2 separate regions of the Danio rerio genome follow, and region 1 is linked to region 2. Evidence: chromatin contacts called from public HiChIP or PLAC-seq data. All regions are on one chromosome and are shown on one strand. The core of a region is the stretch at or near the end of the contact, and the rest is flanking DNA. Distances in the headings are between cores, read along the strand shown. Region 1 holds the start of cwf19l1 (CWF19 like cell cycle control factor 1). Region 2 holds the start of ascl1a (achaete-scute family bHLH transcription factor 1a).

What was found. HiChIP or PLAC-seq counts read pairs in DNA pulled down with a chosen protein or histone mark.
Region 1: a contact with region 2 is called in an H3K4me3 HiChIP or PLAC-seq map of embryo, with 2.8 times the contacts expected there. The contact joins the promoter of cwf19l1 here to the promoter of ascl1a in region 2. A contact is called at or near these places in 1 of 18 Hi-C or Micro-C datasets (embryo) and 1 of 4 datasets of contacts at active chromatin or transcription factors (embryo).

The regions. Positions count from the first base shown.
Region 1 is chr4:18,230,086-18,235,089 of GRCz12tu, forward strand. cwf19l1 (CWF19 like cell cycle control factor 1) reads left to right here and starts at 2,255. Exons shown (of 14, transcript NM_001044758.1): 1 at 2,255-2,386; 2 at 2,546-2,630; 3 at 2,716-2,800; 4 at 2,899-3,000; 5 at 4,081-4,295; 6 at 4,381-4,496; 7 at 4,581-4,665; 8 at 4,891-5,004. The coding sequence starts at 2,364. It overlaps klhl42 (kelch-like family, member 42), which reads right to left and starts at 1,716. Exons shown (of 3, transcript NM_001045136.2): 1 at 585-1,716. The coding sequence starts at 1,351.
Region 2 is chr4:18,004,025-18,008,855 of GRCz12tu, forward strand. ascl1a (achaete-scute family bHLH transcription factor 1a) reads left to right here and starts at 1,730. Exons shown (of 2, transcript NM_131219.1): 1 at 1,730-2,456; 2 at 2,563-3,390. The coding sequence starts at 1,853. The coding sequence ends at 2,443.

The DNA of each region.
Region 1 (5,004 bases), core at 1,005-3,504, 230 kb after region 2:
CCAGGTGCTCCAGTTTTCCTGACAGGCAGACGTAAGCTATTTGTCCATAGTGTATGTGTGAATGAGAGTGCATGGGTGTTTCCTAATGATGGGTTGCAGCTGGAAGGGCATCCGCCGTGTAAAACGTGCTGGATAAGTTGGCGGTTGATTCCCCTGTGGCAAGCCCTGATTAATAAAGGAAATAAGAAAGTAAATGAATGACAAACAGCGTCAGCTCAATGTACAGTTTAAATTTGCCCCACACGTCTGTCATGATTGCACTCCGGACTGTTTCCCAAAGCTGTGAATAAAGAGTAATGTTGTAAATAACGTTCAATTTCTTGTACAAACCAATCATTTAACGTCATGAGGCCTTGTTTTTTTGTCAGGAACCAAAGGTATTTAGTATATTTTTGACTCTTAAAGTCTTTGTAGCGATTGATTTGCATTTTATAAAAAATAAAGGATCACGTCTTCAGCTAAAAATTGTTTCTACTGACATGCTTAAGAAAAAAATCTGCTTGTATCGACTGAGAATGAGTAAAGTGACCATATCTAATTTTATCAGCTTTAAAGGCCCCTTCCACTGAAGAAATGAATTGTACCTCTTCTGGTTCAGAGATGCCACTTGGTTCCACTCATTCTTGGAGGGGTTGTAACAATGTGCGGCTGAGATCTCTTGACTTGTCATTCTGTATCCTCCAACAATAAACAAGTAGTTGTCCAGCACAGCAGATCCATAACCCCTGACATTGATCATATCCTGAGGAAGGTTGCTGGCCAGAGGTTTCCAGCGTTGTTCTACCTCACCATACCTCAACATGGACCAAGGCTCATCCTGATTCGCCAAATCCAGACAGGTGTGAGTAAAATCCCCTATTGCTACTAAAGTGGCTGTGCCTTTCAGGCGGATATCTCGGATCTGTTCTCGCACATTAGCTGCCAACATCCTGAACTCTGGCCTGCGCAGCATAGGATGATAATAACAGCTCATGAATTTCAGGCAAGCCCTTCTCAGCTCGTGCATCCCATAGACCTCAGAGAGCTTGAAGAGCTCCACGCAGTTCTCCTGCTTGATTTCAGACAGAAGCAGCTTTAGGATGGACGTGACTTGCAGGAAGGATGCTGTTTCGATCAGGTCCTCCAGAGTCTCGTTGTCCACCTGAACTTTGGAGGTGTTGATGAACTCCAGCACTAGCTCGAGCCCGGGCGCGCTCAGTCCCCGCAGCCGCACCGAATCCTCCGCGGACTCGCGCATCCCGGAGCTGTAGAGCGCGCGGAAGTAATCGCTCTTCTCGATTAGTTTGCTTTTACTCACATTGTACGTCTTGTCATCCATCACGATCTCTATTATCTGCTCGGGGGAGGTCATGGCTGCTGTTCTGGGATCAGCGGTCGTGAAGGCGCTCCTGTCCCAAAGCCTATATATGGAAATGTTGAGCGCATCGATTCGGAGTCAGTTCATCTGCATGCATGTATTCCATAAACATCCGCTTCATTTGCAAACAAGTTCTGCATTGCAGACGGACGACCTGCATATGATATATAATAATGCTTCATGAACTCGTCTGCTTGTGTAGATGTTCTTCATTTGGCAGATTATGCAGTCAGCTGATGTGCATTCTTGATCGATCCATTACATTTTTTAAAACTCAGGTCCTATGGTATTAATGTCGTGGTATCATAATATAGCAGTTTATTTTTGTTCTGTACAGTTTGCACTTCGTGTTTTCAAATGTAAATCAGTTCCTGTTTTGGTTTTGTAAGTAGTGTTACGTCACGCCGTACACGTCTTGTTAGCCACGGTTTTGCGTTATAAAATAATAATTGTTGTCATTTTATTTTTACATTACATTATTTTTACATTAACACCTATTACTGCTGCTACTATTTTGTCATTATTAACAATTATGTTTATGTGTTTAGTTTTTTACGTTTTATTAAATTGATTTACTTTCTTAATTACTTTTGTCATATGTTGTGGCATATTGTGCTTCGAAATATGTATTAATTTTACGGAATAACAACTATGAATTGCTAAAGAAATCATTGCTTGATGCGAAGCGTTCAGAGAACGTGTCACACATTTATTTCTTCCGTATAGAAACGTGATGCGCTTAACGTTATAGGCTTGTGATGCATACTGCCGTGTTTTAAAAGCCTATGTTTCACACTTTAACATTCACTCTAATTTAATTAATGATCTATAGCACCAAAAACAACTTTCGCTTTAATATGTATACTTCGTAAATGGCCGGACAACATTATTAGCTCTACGTTCTGTCAGGGTTTATTTTGTCGACGCACAAAATTCAACGCCAATGCTCAGACACAAGCGACAACAATTTTAAGCATATGTAACAAACATTTAAGTATTGTTCGGTATGGGAGACAAGCCTTTAAGAGTGTAAGTGTTAACTTGGGCTGAAAAGCGGCTTATGAGAATGCTGCATGTAATACATGTGCTATTTAGAGTCGTCTTTAACAAAATAGATGGAGATCCCTAAGTAATAAACTCACGTGCCTTTTTGCCTCCACGCTGATTAAATGTTTATTTCCCCCTCAGACTGGCGTGTGGTGACGTTGAAGGAAGAATAAATGCCTTGTTCAACCGGGTGAACGCCATCCAGAAAAAGAGCGGGCAATTTGATGTGAGTTTACACGTGTAGAGTCTTATTTTAAAGAGACGAACTTGAAAAGAGAGATAGTTTGTGTTTACTGAGATTTGTTTTTCAGTTGCTGCTGTGTGTTGGTGACTTTTTTGGAAGCTCCCCTGAAGCTGAAGCAGAATGGGCAACATACAAATCTGGGGCAAAAAAGGGTAAGGTCACTTTAAACATGTTTAAATTGTGCAGTATATCTGTAATCACAGGAAGTGAATGTCAGTGATGTTGATCAGGGATGTGTTTAAATCCCCAGCGCCCATCCATACTTGTATTCTCGGTGCAGCCAGTCAAGAGACTGTCAAGTATTTTCCAAGCTCTGATGGCTGTGAGTTGGCAGAAAATATTACGTGTTTGGGTAAGATGAATCTATAACCCCATATCTTTCTGTCTGTGTCTATTTGCTGTGCTCGGCATATATAAGTACACCCCTCACAAATATATATATTTTTTAATTCATATTTTCTATATTTTTATATTTCATATTATTAGGAAGCAATATTGTATTTGTGCATTTACATTAGATTAGTCAGTACTGAAGCCAAATCTGGAGCTTATCTAACAAAATAACTTACGATAACAGTCCAAAAACTAGTACACACAATTTTATGTTATAGAAAAATATTAAATACAAATCATAAAAAAGGAAAAATATTTGTATGATGTTGTTTTTTTACAGTGAATGTTTGTTTAGAAACTGATATGATTTTATGTTATTTTGTTGTATAATTTGTAAAGGTTTTGCCATGAATATAACCAATGTTGCTGATATGGCATTATAATAAACAAATAATTAAATAAATAATTCCAGATTATATATAAAATTGATATTTGTATTTTTCCCCAATACCCTGTGGTTGTGGTATATGTTATATGTAAAGGGTTAGTTCACCCAAAAATGAAAATGACCTCACCACTTACTTGTGTAGTTTTAAACCTTTATATTTTTTTCTTTTATTGAACACAAAATAAGATGTTTATAAGAATGCTGGTTTCTGTCACCCATAGACTTCCATAGTAGGAAGAAAAATTCTACAGACGTCAATGGGTACCAGCAACCAGCATTTTTCAAAATAACTGTAAATAGGTTATAAACAAGTGAAGGTTGAGTAAACCGTGTCAGAGATTTCATTTTTGTCTGTACTATCCTATTAAATGACATATGAATGGAAAATAATATATGTTTGATTTAATTAAAGTAATTACCAGAAGTAATAATTAATTATTTTATTATTAATAATAATATTTTGAGTAATTTTGATTTATTCAAGGCTTATGTTCTAGGATGTCCAAGCAAAATTAATTTAAAAAGATAGAACTATTTTAATAAATGTATATTTGTTTATCAATAAGTGAAAATCAGTTTAAGTGAAAATCTGCAATAATATTAATAAATATAATTTTAAACACATACTGTTTCTATTAATTTATTTTCCAGGTCGAAGGGGCATTTTCACAGGGGCATCAGGTCTTCAGATCGCTTATGTCAGTGGCAGAGAAGCTCATCAGGAACCGGCTCCGTCACACTGTTTTACCCCTAAAGACATCACTGCCCTGGTGGCACCACTTCTGTCCAACTCTAAATTTCGGGGAGTTGACATTCTCCTGACCTCACAGTGGCCTCGAGGCGTGTGTCAATATGGAAACAGCCCAGTCAGTGCTTTGATTTGCTTGTTTAAAACAGTTTGGTATATTTCATAGATATTTTATAGTGCTAACAAAGTTGTTTTATTTGTAGGAAACAGATATGAAGTTTTGTGGAGTTTCATCTATCGCAGATCTCGCTGACAAGCTAAAACCTCGCTACCATTTTGCGGGTCTGGAAGGAGTACATTATGAGCGGCTGCCCTACAGGTATGGTGTTAAAGCATCAGGATGTTTTTTTTTTTACTCTTGTCAGATGTTGTTTGTCTCACAAAATGTGTTCTAAATTCACAGGAATCATGTGGTCCTTCAAGAAAATACTCAGCATGTCAGTAGATTCATTGCACTGGCAACTGTTAACAATCCTGCCAAGAAGAAGGTGGGGGTTATATCTTTTATATAGTATTTGAACATATGTATTGTTATCATCTTAATTTTGGCTTAAAGTCAATGCCGTTTTACTGTTACATCTATTTTATTGAATAATGTAAGCTTTAACATGAAAATTATAAATGGGAAATTTAAATGTTCCTTCCTTTACAATTGTTTTTTTATTAAAAAATGAGGTTAATTTGTGGGTTAACTGTTCACTTTTTTCTTACAGTATTTGTATGCATTCAACATTATCCCGATGAAAAACATGGATTCCACAGAGTTAGTCAAACAACCTCAGGATGTCACAGAAAATCCTTACAGGAAGCTCATGAAAGATGGGAAG
Region 2 (4,831 bases), core at 480-2,979:
CCGCGCACCTGCTCCAAAAGCGCACCAATGAATAGTCATTGAATCGATCGAGCTACAACAACAACAAAAACAAGTTTGCAATGTAGTTTTAACAGCTAACAAATTGAAATATAATCCTGCATATCAAACCCGGGCTTATGAGTGAAAACAAACGGCTTTGTTCTCGGTCGTTTTGTTTTTATTATTTTGCTGCAGCTCTCCGAGTTGTAAGACAGCGCAGAGGTGTTTCAATAGCAGTTCAGACGCCCAGATGTCATATTAATTATTACACCCGGGAATGACTGGAACCTTCCCGGAGCCTAGAGTATCATGAAAGAAAGAGGGGCTTACAAAACGCTAATTGGACTCTGCAAATGCACTGACAGAGCATGGTGGATATGTTTCAGAGAGTCCCAGCCGGAGTGAATAGAACCCACGCTTCTTTTCTAAACGCCCTTGCTGCGCTAAAAAAGGAGAAGGAGAAAAAAAGAGAGAGGGAGAGAAAGGAAAGTTGGAGGGGGCTGGGTGCTTGAATGCTGGCCTGATCTTGAATGCCTCAGCCAACGAAGAGAAATTACACAATTTATTGCCCCCTCCCTCCCTCTCCACTCCACATGCATCGCGCGCACACACAAAACGGGCGCAGGCAAAGTCATTCAAAACAAAGTTGAGTGAAAGCAATGTGCTATTATCGTGCTCTGTGAAAGAGACGAAATTAATCGAGGGATATACTGTAAGTAAATAGAGTGAATAAGGTGTCAGGAGCTTTACTCAATGCGCGTCCACAAAATAACCCATCCGTTCCGCCTGTCCTGCTGTGATGATTTCTAATAATGACTGGCCAAAATCATCTCGCCCGGACAAAGATTCTCTATGTGGAGCAGAGTTATAAGGCTGTAATGCGTTAACAACAGCGGCCAGACACTTGGTGACAAGTGTGAATTCATAACTTTCAGGCCATAAAAGTGCTTTGTTTGCTTTTTAGTCACATCTGAATAATTTCGAAGGGAGTAATGGGTCTTATTCACAACATCAATTACGCATTGTTTGTTTTATTTGCATAACTTCTGATTTGTTTTATAAGTAAGTGATCGACATTTTAAATAGTTAAATGGGCGATTCTATTGTCAATAACAAGTGTAATCTGGGGAAACACCTTTAGGTATATTTGTTTATAATTATTTTACTTTGTTTTTTTTTTCTTTCTGGTAAGTTTTTGAACAGCACATTTAATTGTGAAAACTACATTGTTTTTTCTGTTCTCTATAAACAAAAAATACATATAGTCAAATTATAAAAAAATAAAAATAAAAAAAATAAAATCCAATTTAGATCTATTCAAATCAATCCATTAGATCAGTCAATGGACTCCTAGACATGCACCGTTCTTATATTTTCACTCAAATGTTTTCTATGTATTAAAATGATCAATCTTCAGATGGCTCATTTATGAATGCGTCCTAAAGTAAAATTAAAATGTGCTCTTGTATATTTTGCAAGGGCATGGGATGCCTTCATTGCAGCTCATTGTGTGTGCGTGTGTTTGTTCTCCGAGGAACACTTGTCATAACCGAAAAACACCTCTAGTCATTCTTTACGAGAAGTTGTTTACTCAGTGGCAGGAGCGGCACGCGCCCGGCGTACGCAACGCAAGCGTATCTCAGGGGGCGTGGTCAGGGGTAACGCGCGGCGGGCCGCCGGCGTATTGAAAAGGCCGCGCTGTTTCCATCTCCCAACTCAGAACAGGTCGAGAGTCCGGAGCACCCCTGCCCATTGAAGCCACACGTGAACGCCACGAGCAAGACGCACGGCCACTGGGCAGTCCAAAGAAAACTTTAGTGCTTTGACTCACTCCTTTTTTTGACTCCGCGAAATGGACATCACCGCCAAGATGGAAATAAGCGTAAACCAGCAGCAGTTCATGCCACCTGCTTGCTTTTTCGCCTCTCAGAGCATCCAACTCAGCCCGACAGACAGCCAGTGCAGCAACAAGTCCGCGTCAAAGCAGGCAAAGAGGCAGCGCTCATCCTCCCCGGAGCTGCTCCGGTGCAAAAGAAGACTCAATTTCGCCGGTTTCGGCTACAGCTTACCCCAGCAGCAGCCGCATGCGGTGGCCAGACGGAACGAGAGAGAACGCAACCGGGTGAAGCTTGTGAACAACGGCTTTGCAACCCTCCGCGAACACGTTCCCAATGGAGCGGCCAACAAGAAGATGAGCAAAGTGGAGACGCTGCGCTCGGCTGTGGAGTACATCCGCGCGCTGCAGCAGCTTCTGGACGAGCATGACGCTGTAAGCGCGGCATTCCAGTCGGGCGTCCTGTCACCCACCATCTCCCAAAACTACTCTAATGACATGAACTCTATGGCCGGTTCGCCTGTATCCTCATACTCATCGGATGAGGGCTCATACGACCCTCTGAGTCCAGAAGAACAAGAGCTCCTGGACTTCACCAACTGGTTTTGAGCGTTCGTAAAAGGTTCGTATTTATGAGTCAAAATCTTTGTTATTACTTGGCTATAGTGTGTTTATACGACTTGGTTGTTCATGCATGATGCTCACCAAGATTTGTTCTCTTTTTTTAGGAAACTTAAAAATATCAGCACTCGCTTGGGAGGATGTCCTCCAAGAACACAAAGCACTGCGTTTGCGCTGCAGTCCGGTTCGGATGCACACCCAGAGATGGCCCATACAAACCGGCAAACCACGGGTCCCGAGTGTCAAAGAGCCAAGGGACTAAGAGGGAAGAGCGGGAATCCAGTCCTTCCAGCGCACTCGCCCAAGAAATCTATTTTAAAAAGACTTTCCACGACACCGTGGCATGCATACAAAAACAACAACAAGCAAACGTTGTTCTTTACCTATGCTAATGTAATCAAAGAAGGTTTGCCCTGATAGACCCCTCTCTCAAAACTCTGATATGCTTCCAACTTGGCGAATTTTATTATATGAAGTTCTATTTGTATAAAACATGTTGTTTTTGGAAATATATTAAGCTATTTTTGTATGTGAGAGATTTATAGATGTTTTTGTACACATTCATTTTAATATGTATATTTTGACCTATAGCCTGCCGTAAATTGCTCATTACCTCTTGCTTATTCAGACTTATAGTCTCAAATGCATCGCAGCTGGCAATTCCCTTTACGGTTGTGGAGCTTTTAGAGGAGTGTAATGCTCAAGAGTTTAAATTTCAGCACCAACGTGTCTTATTTAATAGGAATAATAATTGCAATTGTAATGTGACTCAGAGTGATCAAAGGTTATGCAGCTATTGTCCAAACGGAGGTGTTTTGTGTCTCCACACTGCCTGTTCCACTTTGCCTTTACAATGCTGGGTTTTGCCTCCCTCAGAAAATAAGAATATGCCTTATCTCCATATTTTCTACAGTTTAGTCTCATAATAAAACGTTTCTAAAAAGAAATATGCTTTCTTGGTTTTTGCTTTACGTGTTGCAGTCAATTATTTTGCTTTATGGTGGTAGAACACAGTCATGTGTCAAAGATTTTTGTTCATTACACATTTTCTTTTTATATAGACAACAAAAGTGATAAGCCATCCTGCTAACCCTCGGCAGTCTGCCTGTTGTCAGGCAGGGGAGACGTGACCAGCATGCTGGACCGTTTCAAAGACTGCGCTCTTAATGAATGCCAATTTGGAGACAGCACTTTTGGAAAATAAGCAAATTGTATGCTCATTCCATACACGTTTTGTGGGAAAAACGTTATTTATTTGTTTATTTATTTGTGCAATAAGTGGTGGAATCTCTGAACAATCACACAATTTTGACGTTTCTAACGTTAAAAAATATCTAAATAGCCTACCTTTAAATTCAGAAATTGCAAACATAGAAAAAGTATTTTTGTATCTGATCTGTTGAAAACAAACGAAACAAGCAAATATCATGATGTCACTGATCCAAATACAAACTTTAAATGCACGTTTGTTACGATTGCACATAAATAAGTCCAAGTCGTGGAGTTTAAATTAACAGTCGTGGAGTTTGACAGGTAAAGTGTGCATGTGTGTGCGCGCGCGGGGTGGGCGCGTGCCTTCTGTAATGAATTGAAAGGCACTGTGCGCGTGTGTGGCGCTCGAGTGGAGTCGGCTGAAGGCGCGTGTGCCTTTCTGACAGCAGCCCGCGACACACACTCAACAACTGGCCCTTTAAAAACACACGGCGTCTGGAAGCGAGTGCTGTCCACAACAGGCAGGTGTTGAAGAAAAAAAAACATCTCTCAGACGAATGTACCGCCTGCATTGTTCAGGGTAAGACGAAGCAGGCCTTCCCAAACTTATCAATTAGCCACAATTTTACACTCGTCTCAGACGGAAAACCACGGTTTGTGACCGGTCAGGGCTAGATGAATTGATGGTTTGAATAATAACACACCCATGCCACCTTTAAACCATTGACAATAGTTTTACAACAAATAAAACTGGACATTCTTTCAGTAGTGTAACCGTGATAACCTCGAATTTGTCATGGTTATTTGTTTTTAACTATAGTGGAACTTTGGTATCTACTTGCAGTGAATCAGCTACATACAAAAGGATACCATTTTGCCCCAAAACACAGATTAATGGACATTAAAAGAATTCTCTGTTTACATTGTGTTCTGACACCACTTTAAGCAATATTGAGTTTGTTTATTTGTTGGTTTCGTTATTTTAGTTATAATTTGCCTGTTAAAGAGTTTGAAATAAATGTTGCAAAACAGAGTTTTTGTTGCAGAGTACATGAAAGCACACCAACTGCAAAACTGACCAGTTTAACAACAATATCTGCTGTACAATACAGTACTATGCATCTGTAGTACAATTGTTAACTGTAAAATTAACCGTTGTTTTAC